3 separate regions of the Pan troglodytes genome follow, and all the other regions are linked to region 2. The links are chromatin contacts, called in public Hi-C maps. All regions are on one chromosome and are shown on one strand. Each heading gives the region's core, a stretch centred on a gene start, on an enhancer-like site or on the middle of the called end of the contact. The rest is flanking DNA. Distances are from core to core; before and after follow the strand shown. Region 1 overlaps TANGO6 (transport and golgi organization 6 homolog). Region 2 holds the start of HAS3 (hyaluronan synthase 3). Region 3 overlaps TANGO6 (transport and golgi organization 6 homolog).

What was found. A called contact is a pair of places that touch in the nucleus more often than the background predicts.
Region 1: a contact with region 2 is called in a Hi-C map of stem cell-derived neural progenitor cells, with 4 times the contacts expected there. The contact joins the enhancer-like site here to the promoter of HAS3 in region 2. A contact is called at or near these places in 2 of 7 Hi-C or Micro-C datasets (induced pluripotent stem cells and stem cell-derived neural progenitor cells) and 1 of 1 datasets of contacts at active chromatin or transcription factors (stem cell-derived excitatory neurons).
Region 3: a Hi-C map of stem cell-derived neural progenitor cells shows a contact between it and region 2, with 2.8 times the contacts expected there. The contact joins the enhancer-like site here to the promoter of HAS3 in region 2. A contact is called at or near these places in 2 of 7 Hi-C or Micro-C datasets (induced pluripotent stem cells and stem cell-derived neural progenitor cells) and 1 of 1 datasets of contacts at active chromatin or transcription factors (stem cell-derived excitatory neurons).

The regions. Positions count from the first base shown.
Region 1 is chr18:66,940,103-66,944,474 of NHGRI_mPanTro3-v2.0_pri, forward strand. It overlaps TANGO6 (transport and golgi organization 6 homolog), which reads left to right. Exons shown (of 18, transcript XM_511059.9): 8 at 555-667; 9 at 2,461-2,637. Among named protein-coding and RNA genes, the nearest start is that of TANGO6, 58 kb to the left of the region's middle. Within about 2 kb of position 2,614, at least 5 of the 24 cell types and tissues checked have an H3K27ac peak or open chromatin away from gene starts, as enhancers often do. A contact at or near this core is called in stem cell-derived neural progenitor cells, where this site is marked.
Region 2 is chr18:67,145,738-67,150,265 of NHGRI_mPanTro3-v2.0_pri, forward strand. It overlaps HAS3 (hyaluronan synthase 3), which reads left to right and starts at 1,488. Exons shown (of 4, transcript XM_001168498.7): 1 at 1,488-1,622.
Region 3 is chr18:67,011,065-67,015,681 of NHGRI_mPanTro3-v2.0_pri, forward strand. TANGO6 (transport and golgi organization 6 homolog) reads left to right here. Exons shown (of 18, transcript XM_511059.9): 15 at 3,502-3,642. Among named protein-coding and RNA genes, the nearest start is that of TANGO6, 130 kb to the left of the region's middle. Within about 2 kb of position 2,292, at least 4 of the 24 cell types and tissues checked have an H3K27ac peak or open chromatin away from gene starts, as enhancers often do. A contact at or near this core is called in induced pluripotent stem cells and stem cell-derived neural progenitor cells, where this site is marked.

The sequences.
Region 1 (4,372 bases), core at 1,364-3,863, 200 kb before region 2:
TGAACCACTGTGCCCAGCCCTACAGTATAATTTCTTTGAACATTTATAGAATTAGGGAGAATAGGACATGTCCATGTGGTGGTCACATCTTAAGAGTGATGAAACTGGAGTAAGCAGTGTTTTGGGTTTGGTTTGATTTTCCAAATCCAGTTTTAAGTTTTTCCCTTTGGTAGTAATTACTTGTTCCTAATAGCAGGGCCTTCAGCAGTAGGATGGTTATCATATAGTTACACAATAGGTAAATTAGGAAACTCAGACATAGCCAAAAGTAGGAAAGGAAGAGGTCAGAAAGCGGGGTAGTTGACCTATTCTGGGCAGTTCTAGGGACTGCACACATGAAATGGTGCTGCTCCAGTTCACTGTCTTGTTTCAGCCTGTCTGCCAAACTCAAATTGTTTCATTGCCATATCTGAGCACATCTTTGGAGCTAAAATGGTGTGATTCGGATGAGATATTGCTTAAGACGCTGAGCCCTGCTAGGTGTTTGGTGTGTGATTCCCGTTGCTCTGGCCAGGCAGTCATGGGATTATTCTTCACCATTTCCTTTTTTCTAGGTGTACGTGGTTGGGAATGAACCTTTAACAGTTTTGATGGATTCCCTGCTTCCAGTCCTGGGAGTGCTTTTTCTTCTCTACTGTTTTACTAAGCAGAGTGTGTCTCACATAAGGTAAACAATCAAGGGACCCTTATTTGTTTATAAATTGTGACGTCTTTTTTGCATGTTGTTTTTGTTCTTATTTTGAATTTATATTTGCCACTTTGAAATTATCATTTCCTTTAAAAGTCAGGAAAACACTGAGATCTTCCTATTTTGCTCATCTAGAAGAGAACAAGAATTTTGCAGATCACAGGGCATTGGATACAGTTTTTAGAATGACTTTCCTCAGCCTCTGTCCTAAATCTCAAAGACAAAATCTCTGTTTACATGTGTAAACATGCCACTTTTCGATCAGTGAGAAATACTGCAATTACATGTCTAGGAAGAAGGAAATAGGGGATGGATCATAATGACCTTGTGGGGAGTTAGAAAACACATTTGGGAAATCTAGATCTGAATGTGGCACTTTGTAATTTAGCCTGGGATTTGGTGTTGGTGATGCAGTGTGCTGTTTAGATAGAAGGGATTTGTTAGTCATCCAGAAAATACTCCTTTGTCGTAGAATTTAAGTAGGATTCATTTTGTATCAGCTCTATTTTCACAGTAATTTATGTTGTTTCTTCCTCCAGGTAAGAGTTATCTTATCTCAAGTCCTATAGAATTATGATTTTTGGTGTTTGGAGATCCTCACATGTAATCCAATATGCAATAATAGTACCTTCTTCACAGAGTTATTGTGAAGACTAAATATGCATTAATGTGTTTAGTACAGTCCCCGGCAAATAGTAAGCTCAATAAATGGTAGCTATCATTATCACCATTGCTAAGTGGTGAAGGAAAACACCATCTTTTGTACTATTCAAAGCTTACATAGTTCCCCTGGCTCTTCAGCTTGAGTCAGCACATCCTTGTATCCCACAGCTGCAATGGCAACGACAAGAGAGAATGCATTGGAAGAGGGAGGCTGTACATCTGTGAACTTGGTTTCAAGGGACAGTCCACAAAATAACTCTTGTTTTTGTTTTTTTTTGAGACGGAGTCTCTCTCTGTTGCCCAGACTGGGGTGCAGTGGTGCGAGCTCGGCTCACTGCAACCTCCGCCTCCTGAGTTCAGGCGATTCTCCTGCCTCAGCCTCCTGGGTAGCTGGGCTTATAGGCACCTTCCACCATGCCCGGCTAATTTTTGTAGTTTTAGTAGAGACAGTGTTTCACCGTGTGGCCAGGCTGGTCTCGAACTCCTGACCTCAGGTGATCCACCCCCCCCCCCCCCTCAGCCTCACAAAATGCTGGAATTATAGGCGTGAGCCACCGCACCTGGCCTCTTGTTTTTGTTTTAAAACTCAAGTCCTCACAGCACTGTCATGTCCTCATCAGAGACTGACAAGGAACATGTGAATGATGATTTAGTTCCTCTTCTAGTTGATTGGCACAGATGAAAGGGGTTGAGGAATCAGCAATATTTTGTTGGTATGCTGTTTCTTGGTCTCCAGCTGTTGGTCTTGCTGAGCGTAGATGATTTTTATCCGTGTATACTTTCTTTGACAGTGCCTGATGCAAAGGCAGTAGTACACTTGGAATTACCAAAAAAAAAAAAAAAAAAAAAAATCACGTGGGGCTCATGTGGCAAATCAGGGTTGCTGCCAGAACCAAGGATTAGTCAGTCACTCATTGAATTTCAGGATATTTGCATTCTGAAATTCACAAGAAGCATACTTTCCACTCCTGCATTTCAGTAGTACTAGGAGATTGTGCCAGCATTTAAAATGCAGTGGAACCTGACAGCCTTTCTTTCTTTTTTTATGTTAGCTTGTTAGATGCATGGAGTAAGATGACAAGCTCATTCATAACTGCTTTTTCTGCCAGGTCACTTTGCCAAGAAATCTTATTATGGATTCTGGGGAAGCTGGAAAGGAAGAAGGCAATTGCCAGCCTGAAAGGATTTGCAGGGTTGGACAAAGCTGTGCCCTCTCTCCATTCTCTGTGTCAGTTTAGAGCTGCCACTCAAGGTGGCATTATGATTACCATCAAAGAGGCCATTAGGTGAGTCCACCCATCCGTTACTGTTCTCTTCAGATTTAGTTCCGCCCAAAAGGCCATTCAGTGATTCAACCACTAAGGGGCGCTGATAGAAAAGAAACCAGAAACTCAAGTGGCTCAGGTGCCTGCTATTTATATTCTCTAAATGAAACGTGAGCCTTAAATAATCCTCCAGGTTTTTTCCTAAGATGCCTGCTAATAGTTGGTGCAATTTACTGGAGCCTCACAGCTCTGCATCACAACAAGCCCACTTACTCCACCATCTTTGCCAGTTAATCAGAGTAAAGGGCAGACACATGTTCACCCTTAACACCATAATAATCCAATTATCTTTCTGACTCTCAAAATGGTATATGTGTGTGTTTATAGTCAGACTTATTCCTGAGGGAAATTGTCCAATAGCTATCTTTTATGGTAATTTTATGATGGAAATTTGTTTCTCATAGGGATTGATTAGAAAGTGCTTAATAAATATTAGTGGAATGGATCATTTATTTCTCCAACATCTCACAATTGCATATTTTAAATTATTTCCACTTTCTGGATGATCTAATGTTATTACCTCAGAACGTAAATTCCTGTTGGTCATAGTCCATGTAATGTTCATGGGTGGCTGCTATCCTGTTTGGATTTCACATCACATTCAAAGTGCTGCTGTTTGTTGAAGTGTTGAAATATAATTATATATTCATGGTTAATTTGGTAAAGTTTTAAAACACCCCTTCAGTTTGATGGACTTGAGGAAAATAGAAAAACACATAGATTGCAAACAGAATTATCAGTACAAATGCAAGCTGCTATTCTGCCCAGCAACAGTTATTAAGAAGATGTTTTTGGCCAGGCACGGTGGCTCACACCTGTAATCCCAGCACTTTAGGAGGCTGAGGCGGGTGGATCACCTGAGGTTAGGAGTTTGAGACCAGCCTGGCCAACATGGTGAAACCCCATCTCTATTAAAAATACAAAAATTAGCCAGGCATGGTAGTGCATGCCTGTAGGCCTAGCTACTTGTGAGGCTGAGGCAAAAGAATTGCTTGAATCAGGAGGTGGAAGTTACAGTGAGCTGGGATCGTACCACTGCACTCCAGCCTGGGCAACAGGGCGAGACCATCTCAAAAAAAAAAAAAAAAAAAGAAGGACCAGGCGTGGTGGCTCACACCTGTAATCCCAGCATTTTGGGAGGCCGAGGTGGGTAGATCACTTGAGGTCAGGAGTTCAAGACCAGCCTGGCCAACATGGTGAAACCCATCTCTACTAAAAATACAAAAATTAGCCGGTTGTGGTGGCTGGCGCCTGTAGTCACAGCTACTCAGGAGGCTGAGGCAGGACTGTCACTCGAACCCAGGAGATGAAGGTTGCAGTAAGCCAAGATTGTGCCACTGCACTCCAGCCTAGGTGACAGAGTGAGACTCTTGTCTCAAAAAAAAAAAAAGAAGTTTATTTAAAGAAACTCTATAAGAGCAGCTTGGATTTTATGATCTTTAGATCCAGAGTTTTTACTTTTCTGGAATTAAATATAATTGTTTGGAATTTACTCTTTATCGTTGAATTTTAAAGCGTGACTAAAGTAGTGCTTCTTAAGATAATTGTCATGTGTTTTTGTTTTGTTTTGTTTTGTTTTTTGGTGCTGAGTGTTGCTCTGTCGCTCAGACTGGAGTGCAATGGCATGATCTTGGCTCACTGCAACCTCTGCCTCCTGGGTTCAAGCAATTCTCTTGTCTCAGCCTGCCAAGTAGCT
Region 2 (4,528 bases), core at 238-2,737:
ACTGTTGCCTTGACCTCCTGGGCTCAAGCAATTCTCCTGCCCCAGCCTCCCTAGTAGCTGGGACTACAGGCGCACTCCACCATGCCTGGCTAATGTTTTTTTTTTTTTTTTCTTTTCTTTTTCTTTTTTTTTTTTATTTTTATTTTTTGAGATGGAGTCTCACTCTGTCGCCCAGGCTGGAGTACAGTGGCACAATCTTGGCCCACTGCAACCTCCGTCTCCTGGGTTTAAGCGATTCTTCCGCCTCAACCTTCCCAGTGGCTGGGACTACAGGCACGTGCCACCATGCCTGGCTAATTTTTGTATTTTTTAGTAGAGATAGGGTTTCACCATATTAGCCAGGCTGGTCTCTAACTTCTGACCTCGTGATCTGCCCACCTCGGCCTCCCAGAGCGTTGGGATTACAGGCGTGAGCCTCCACCCGGCCCTGGCTAATTTTTTAATTTTAATTTTTGTAGAGACGGGGGAAGTCTCGCTTTGTTGCCCAGGCTGGTCTTGAACTCCTGGCCTCAAGCGATCCTCCATCTTCAGCCTCCCAAAGTGCTGGGACTACAGGTGTGAGCCACTGTGCCTGGCCAATAATGTAAGATGGGATTGTGTGGAGTAGGTGTGCCTGGGGTCTTTGCTTGCCTGCGGGGACTGAGGTGTGAGGTCTGTGGCCCAAACTGAGCAATGGTGGGCAGGCAAGTCCCTGAGCCCCTAAAACTTCCGAGAGGAGAAGTTTTATAGACTGCAGCTCAGGTGCCTATAAATTTGTTGCAGCTTGGGAAGAAGTGATAGAAATTATATCAGGTGTATTTGGAAAACAGGTAAACTCTGTTTTTTGTGTTTTTTTTGTTTGTTTGTTTTGTTTTTTTTTGGAGACGGAGTCTCGCTCTGCTGCCCAAGCTGGAGTGCAGTGGTGCGATTTCAGCTCACTGCAACCTCCACCTGCGGGGTTCAAGCGATTCTCCTGCCTCAGCCTCCCGAGTAGCTGGGATTACGGGCATGGTGCCCGTAACGCCGAAAGTGCTGAGATTACAGGCTTGAGCCACGGCGCCCGGCCACTCATTTTTTAAAAACTAGTTATTAATTATAATTTCTCTTCAAGTTTTCCTGAGATGTAAAAACTCATCGCCTTCAGCTGGTTCTAAACTTCTTGTCTCTGCTAACAACTCTCCCCCCTCCTCGATCTCACCCCACCCCAGCGCACCCCAACTCACTTCATCTCACTTTACTCGAGTCTAGCACTATCTTTTAGGGACCTGAAAACTACTGTCGATAAGGTCAGTTGGGAATTTAGGAGATCATGGATGTCGGAAATAAAGGTGTGAAAAAGAAGAGGAGGAATTGTTTTGGCTTTAAGACACCGGAACCTCCAAGGTTCCTACAAAACCGTTTGCAGCTTTTGCAAACCGCCTTAAAGTCATCAGCGCCCCACTGCGGAATTCAAAGCTAAGCTGTCACAATTGTTAACACCTTCTTTGACCAGCCTTTTTACATTTGACAATTCTCTTCAGCGCCTCTTTCTTGCCAGCAGGAAGGTTTTGCTGCCTTGGCTTTCGGGAGCCCCCTAGACAGCGAACTGCCCCTTCGCGTGCAGAAGTCGGGGAAGAGTGCTCTCAGCTCGCCTTCCTTGCAGGGTGAGTAGGTTTTGCGGGTTAGAGAGCGGGGCGTGGGGGCGGGGAGGGAGAGTAACAATTTTGGAAGTCCCTGCGTGGTATCTGGAAAGTTAACGACGCTTCAGGTTCTAGGTTGAGCCCAGTGACCGTCTCGCCTTGGCAGCTGGTCCCAGGGCGATTGCAGAGCCGCGTGGCCTTCGGCCCCAATCGGGGGACCCAGCTTCGGAGAGGGCGCAGGGGCTGCGAGTCTTGCGAGCCGGAGCCGCGTCCACCCGGGACTAGGCGTCCCCGCCGAGCGCTGGCTTGTGGCGCTCCCTGGGACCGCGCGGGGTCGGGGGTGCGCCCTCGGGGGCCCTCCCACTCTGGTCAACTTTCCCGGCCCCAGGGCCGGGGGAGGCGCCTCTCCTGGCGGGCACGCGCCGGGTACTTAAGGGCGGCTCGGCAGGGCAGGCGGCAGTCGGAGCGCGCGGCGGCGCGGAGCGGAGCGGGAGGAGGGGCATGGAGCCGCCGCGGGCCTGCTGAGCTCCGGAGCGCGGCAGCCGGCGGCACGGTGAGCGCGGGCCGGCCGGCACCCAGGAGGGGCGGGCCGCGCGGGGCTGCGCCGAGGCCGGGGAGCGCCGGGCGGCAGGGGTGCCTCTCGCCGAGCCCCCCGCACCCGGCCAGCTCCCAGCCCTGCGGGCGCCGCGTCCGGCGCGGGGAGGCGGGTTGGGGGCGGCGGCAGCCCCGGGCTTCCCGGCGGCCGTTCCTGCAGCCCCCTCCCCACTGACCCCTCCTCCCTTTCTTCCTGCATCCTCTCCTCTTTCAGCCTCGCCTCCCTCCTCCCCGGCGGCTCCTGTTTTGTGAATGAATTAGGAGGCGGACGCCGGTGCGGGGCTCCAGGCTGGCTGGGGTACCCCTCCCCCGCACCTTCTACGACCTCCCGGGGGTTTGCACCTGTCCGGGCACCAAGGTACCAGGCGCCCACGTTCCTGCGGGTTAGCCGGGCCGCGGCAGCACGTGTCCGGGGGAGTGGGCTCCCCTCCCCTGGCCGGCCTGGAGGGGCCCGGAGGGCGGCCGGGCACAAGAGGAGGAGCCCCGCTGGGCGCACAAGTTTCCATGCCGCCGCGTGTGGCCCTGCCGCGGGGCGCACCTGTCAGCGGGAGAGACGCTGCACACCAGCAGCCCCTCAAAGTTTCGGAGGCTTGATGGAGAAGCGTGCGTCCTTGACTGGGGGTTCTCCTTCCGTAGTCCTGGGAGCCGGACTTGAGAGCGCCCCCAACCTTGTGCCCTTGAAAGCCGAGTGCGCGTTAGTTTGCCTGGGCTGGGCTCCCGTGGATGAGCGAAGGGCATGAGGAGGCGGCGGTCCAGGCTGTAGGATCACCCCACAGCCTCTGCCGGCTTGGGGTGACACAGCCCCCCGCCCCAGGTCTGGGCAGGAGAACCTCGACCACAGCCTGCACCAGCGCCTGATTGCACGTGGGGTATCTGGTTGAGGGACATTTTGGGGGCCTCTATTTGGGGGTGGGGGTAGTAACCTGGGTAATGCCTCTAATTCCTGCGGGGGAGGGGTCCCGCCCAGGGAAGGAGAGGGCCGGCGACACCGGGGATGCGCCTTTGTCTACAGGCACACTTTGCCAAGGTAGCTGGGATACCAGGAAGAGCAGGGCCTGGTCCGACTGGGATCCCTTGGGTTTTCCGTTCCTTCCCGGTTGGGTCGTGGGAAACCGGCACGTGGGTGTGGCCGGCGCCGCCTTTGCCAAGAGGCGAGGCTCGAGCGGGGATGAGAAGCGTAGCGAGTGCGTTCGCGGCTGCTTTGACCTGGTGGGCGCCGCCTCCGGCACTGCACCGAGGCGGGGCGCCAGCGCCCAGGTTGCTGGGCTGGCCTTGGCGCCCCCTTCCCCTACCTAGAGCGCAGGCAGGCAGGGGGGTCCCGCCGCGCCCCTTCAGCATGTAAGCTCCGGAGGGGAATGGGGGCGCTCCTAGGCTGCGGATGCAGGCCTGGGGACTCCTGGGCCGCAGGCGCGAGCAGTAGGGTGGCAACAGGGAGGGCTGGGAGTCCTGTGAAGGAAGCACACGGCGGGCTCCCCGGGACGGTGGGGCAGAGCGCCCGGAGGCCGCGCTTCCCGGAGAGGCTAGGCTGCCAGCAGCTCTTTTCGGGCCAACGCTGCTGGAAGGCTGCTAGTGCCGGAGTCTCAGGTCGATTTAGGCAGTGACTGCGTGTTCTTCGTCCCTTCTATGTGAGAGGCGTCCCGACAGGAAAGTGTGTTTGTTTTGGGGGCTCCGTTTCCTGAGACCTAAGAGTTGGAGCAAGCTTGGAAGCGAGGCATCATTGTCTGTAGACCTCAGTGAACATGGGGTTCTCTAGATCAGGCAGGTGGCAGAGAGGAGATAGTGTGGGTCAGAATGGGAAGGCCGGCAGCCATCCTTGTCACCTTTTCTTTCCCCTCCCTCACATCCCCCTCCCCACCTGCTCTGGAGGAAACCACAGTCACCCTCACCACTAGGGTAGCTCTTCGGGGCCGGAAGTGTTTCCATTTTTAGGGAAATGACTTACCTGAGACATGAGGCAGGAATCCATTAGAACTCCCATTGTGCTATGGGGAGACCAAGTCTCAGAGAACTGGGGCAAGGTCAGGCAGCCAGGAGGCAGAAGTGCTGTCTTAAACCCAATTCTCTAGTGCCAAGTCCTGGGCTGTTAAAAAATACAGCTGTTTCCAACAGGGGAGATGTTAGGAGCCCTGACTTAGTTGCAAATGGAAACTGGGCATTGTCTCCAGGAGTGGCTGGGCAGGGGGATACGCACAGAGACGCATGCTGCACGGGCACTAGGACCAAGCGGATGGGATGCCCAGGCAGCCACTGTGGAGGCTGCTGCAGTGGTGGCTGCAGTTCCCTGTGCTTTCTTCAGCCCTGGGCTCTAGGAGGCTGTCCACTCCCCAGCTTGCATT
Region 3 (4,617 bases), core at 1,042-3,541, 130 kb before region 2:
TTGTACTCCAGCCTGGGCAACAAGAGAAAAACTTCGTCTCAAAAAAAAAAAAAAAAAAAAAAAAGACTATGTTAAACAACAGTAAGAGGGACTTTAGTAATAGGTTTCAGAAAAGCTAGAAATAGATCAAAGTTTTATAAAGCAAATCCCATTTTTCCACTGTTTTCCATTGCAAAGTCATGACTACATTCCTAAAAGGAAACACCCACCAGATTTTCTGAGTTGAGAACTTCTGATTTTAGAAAGTAGCTATGGGCCGGGCGCAGTGGCTCACGCCTGTAATCCCAGCACTTTGGGAGGCCGAGGAGGGTGGATCACCTCAGGAGTTCGAGATCAGCCTGGCCAACACGGTGAAACCCCGTCTCTACCAAAAATACAAAAATTAGCCAGGCATAGTGGCAGGCACCTGTAATCCCAGCTACTTGGGAGGCCGAGGCAGGAGAATTGCTTGAACCGGGAGGTGGAAGTTGCAGTGAGCCGAGATCAAGCCATTGCACTCCAGTTGGGTGACAGAGCGAGACTCCATCTCAAAAAAAAAAAAAAAAAAAGAAAGTTATGATAGCTGCAAATCTGTAATATATACCAGGCCTTGTAATATATCAGTGATATAACACCTGCCAGAATTGCAGTTGTGGAGGTCTTTTAGAAGTTGGAGGCTATTTCTGTTTTTCTTTTTTTGAGACCTCACTCTGTCACCCAGCTGGAGTGCAATGCTGCAATCATAGCTTACTGCGGCCTAGAACTTGTGGGCTCAAGCAATCCTCCTGCCTCGGCCTCCAAGTAGCTAGGACTACAGGCACACATCACCACACCTGGCTAATTTTTTTAAAATTATTTTTATAGAGATGGGGTCTCCCTATGTTGCCCAGACTGGTCTCAAACTCCTGGCCTCAAGTGATCCTCCCACCTCAGCCTCCCAAAGTGCTGGGATTACAGGTGTGAGCCACTGCACCTAGCCCCCTCTTCTTTCTCTTAGCAAACAATTCATTTACCCTTAGGCCTCAGACATTTTTTTCTTTTTTTCTTTTTTTTGAGACAGAGTTTCACTATTGTTGCCTAGGCTGGAGTGCAATGGTGTGATCTCGGCTCACTGCAGCCTCTTCCTCTGGGGTTCAAGCGATTCTCCTGCCTCAGCCTCCTGAGTAACTGGGATTACAGGTGCCCGATACCACGCCCAGCTAACTTTTTGTATTTTTAGTAGAGACGGGGTTTCACCATGTTGGCCAGACTGATCTTGAACTCCTGACCTCAAGTGATCCACCCACCTCGGCCTCCCAAAATATTGGGATTACACGCGTGAGCCACCGCGCCCAGCCGATGCAGACATTTTTTTCTATGCTACAATATTCCATAACTCCGTGTTGAACCTCCAAGGACTTCTTCATCATTTTATATAATAGAGTGAACTACAACTACAGTGTCACATTTTGGCAACAGTGTTGTGCCACAGCCTGAATCTCTCTTAAGAGCAGAGCTTCTGCTTGCATAAGATTAGAGCCCATCTTAGGACTGAAGTCCTAAGATGGACTCTGGATTGGAGGTGTGGTTTAGGACCACATGCAGAGGTGCAGGCTTAGGACCACATGCAGAGATTTCCCAGGCTTTTTGGAAGCAAGAAAAGATGGGGGTGGGGAGGGCAGAAAGGAGGATGGGCAGACAGGTGCAGCCCTCAGCAGGTGCTCCGCCTTCACAGCTCAGCAGATGCGGCGGATAAGGCCAGTGAAGAGTGTGGATGTGATTTAGAAGAGAATGGAATCACAACCTATAACATAAAAAAATGCACGTAGACTTTGCGTGCAAGGCTGTCAGTTTAAACACGAGAATGGTAAACTTAGATGAAAAATAAGTATAGATTTCTCAAGCATTTATATTACTTCTTCCCCATCCTCTCTTTCTTAATTCCTGAAATTTATATCAGGACTGTATATTTGAATCCTGGTTACTCATCCATCCATTCATCCATTCATTCATTTAGCAGGTAGTTACTGAGCACCTGACACGTGCTAGGACTCTTCTAGGCATTGGGGATACAGCAGGGAACAAAAGAAAATCCTTGACTTTATTATAGAGTTCACATTCCAAGGAGGAGAGCAGACAATAAGGAAATACACAACCTGTCAGGTGATATTAAGTGCTAAGACAAATGAAGCAGGGTGAGAGGAGTAAAGAGTGGCAGGGGAAGGAGGGTGCCGTTTTATATGTGACAAATGTGATCTGTGAGCAGAGACATGATAGGGTTTGGGAGCAAGCTGTGAGGCCACCAGGAGGAGCAGCAGCGGATGCAGAGGGGAAGTGAGGCCGACTCCTCCGGGCCAGGATCACTTGGCCTACTGGAGAATAGCAAGGAGGCCAGGAAGCAAGGGAGAGTGTTAAAAGATGAGATCAGAGAGAGAACAAAGGAAGGCGGGGGATGGGGACTGCTCATATTCAGGGAAGAAGGGAAACCACTGAGGGGTCTGGGCAGAAGCATGAAGGGGCCAGACTTACGATTCAAACCAAATAGCTCCATCTGCAATGGATGAAAAAGGTAGAAGCAGGGAGACCAATGAGGGGATTATTGGAGAAACCCAAAGCAGAGTTGATGGGCCAGGGTGCTTGGGGTAGAAGTGGGTTCTCATCCTGGAACCCCTATTTCTACTTATTTCTTCTTTACTTTTTTTCTTTTTCGTCACTGTTCTTTATAGTGTGTAATCTTTTTCCTGTTCTCTGCTAAAGACTAATGAGAGAAAATAGGAATAAACAACAGTATAGACATGAATGGTAGAATTTGTAGTTATATAGTTTTGAGGCCAACCAGGGGTTTTGTTCTGGATCTGTCTGGTCATCTCTCACCTCCCTGCCACCCCTAAAAAGGTTGCTGAGTATGGGGCTGGGCTCAGATTATGATAACACTGTTCCAGGCTACACATTTAGAAGGCGCTGCTGTGGATGGGAGAGAGGATCAGCAAGTCCTACGAAGGGGGGACTCAGGGTCAGGGTCTTCCCTATTTCTGTTGATTAGGAAACTCAGCCATGAGCTTAGATCTAATATTGATCATGTCCAGGATGCTCTGAAAATGTTTCCTTGTGGAAATTGCTCCCATCACTGGCAGTTCCACAGAGGGAAATTATACAGGAATGGAGAACTGCAGCAAAGGCAGGAGGCATTGCCTGGATCATAGAACGTCGGTGCTGGGAGTGACCTTAGAGATCGTATCAGGCTGGGACTAGGCGAACTGCAGCAAAGGCAGGAGGCATTGCCTGGATCATAGAACGTTAGTGCTGGGAGTGACCTTAGAGATCCTATCAGGCTGGGACTAGACAAACGCAGGAGTCTCAACTACCAGGCCCATCTTCGTTCCACTCACTATGCTGACTCTCCAAACAATAGGCAGCCCTTGCTGGGAGAGCTTTAGAGATGGTTTTCAGCATCTCTGTGTTCATCCCATCACAGGGTGACTGGTTTATTTGCCTTTTGATCCTAAACAGTAATGAATCCTTTCTTTTTGTTTTCAACCCCAGGGGTTGCCCTGCTGTCAGACGTCTATCCTGAGAAAATCTTGCCGGACTTGTTGGCTCAATATGACAGCAGCAAAGACAAGCACACACCAGAGACCAGAATGAAAGTCGGGGAAGTCCTTATGCGAATCGTGAGGGCATTAGGTGAGTTTTCTTGTTCCATCCACCTGGAAAAGGGTGGAGGATCAGTGTGACTTTGAAACCAAAATGTGTGTACCTGGGGGCTTGTTACACTAGTGTGGTGAGGGTAGTTTGAGGGCTGGGATGTACCCATTTAGGAATTTAGGAAATATTACGATGTCTACTATGAGACTGAAAGCAACAATGTCCTTTTTCTTAAACCTGCCTAGTCTCTCGCCAGGTGCGGTGGCTCCTGCCTATAATCCCAGCACTTTGGGAGGCCGAGGCAGGTGGATCACCTGAGGTCAGGAGTTCAAGACCAGCCTGGTCCACATGGTGAAACCCTGTCTCTACTAAAAATACAAAAATTAGCTGGGCGTGGTGGTGTACGCCTGTAATCCCACTACTCGGGAGGTTAAGTCAGGAGAATCGCTTGAACCTGGGAGGCAGAGGTTGTGGTGAGTCGAGATCGCGCCACTGCGCTCCAGCCTGGGCGACAAAATGAGATTCCATCTCAAAAATAACAACAACAGAAAAAACTGCTTAGTCTCCTTCCCCGGGAGCTGTGTTGGGCCCTGATTTTCAATGGAGCTGGAATTAGAAGTCTCACACTTGAGCAGCAGCAAGCACAAAAAGAAGAGGAATGTCAGCTGGGCACCATGGCTCACACCTGTAATCTCAGCGCTTTGGGAGGATCACTTTAGGCCTGGCAGGAGTTCAAGACCAGCCTGGGTAACATGGCAAAACCCCATCTCTACCAAAAATTAGCCAGGATTGGTGGCACACACCTGTAGTCCCAGCTACTCAGGAGGCTGAGGTGGGAGGATCACCTGAGCCTGGGAGGTCGAGGCTGCAGTGAGCAATGATTGTACCACTGCACTCCAGCCTGGGCAACAGAGCGAGACTCAGAAATAAAGAATAGGAATGTCAAGCAGGGAAGGAAGAGTGCTGACTCTTGCTGAATATCTACTGCATGCCAGGTTGTCCATATATATAATC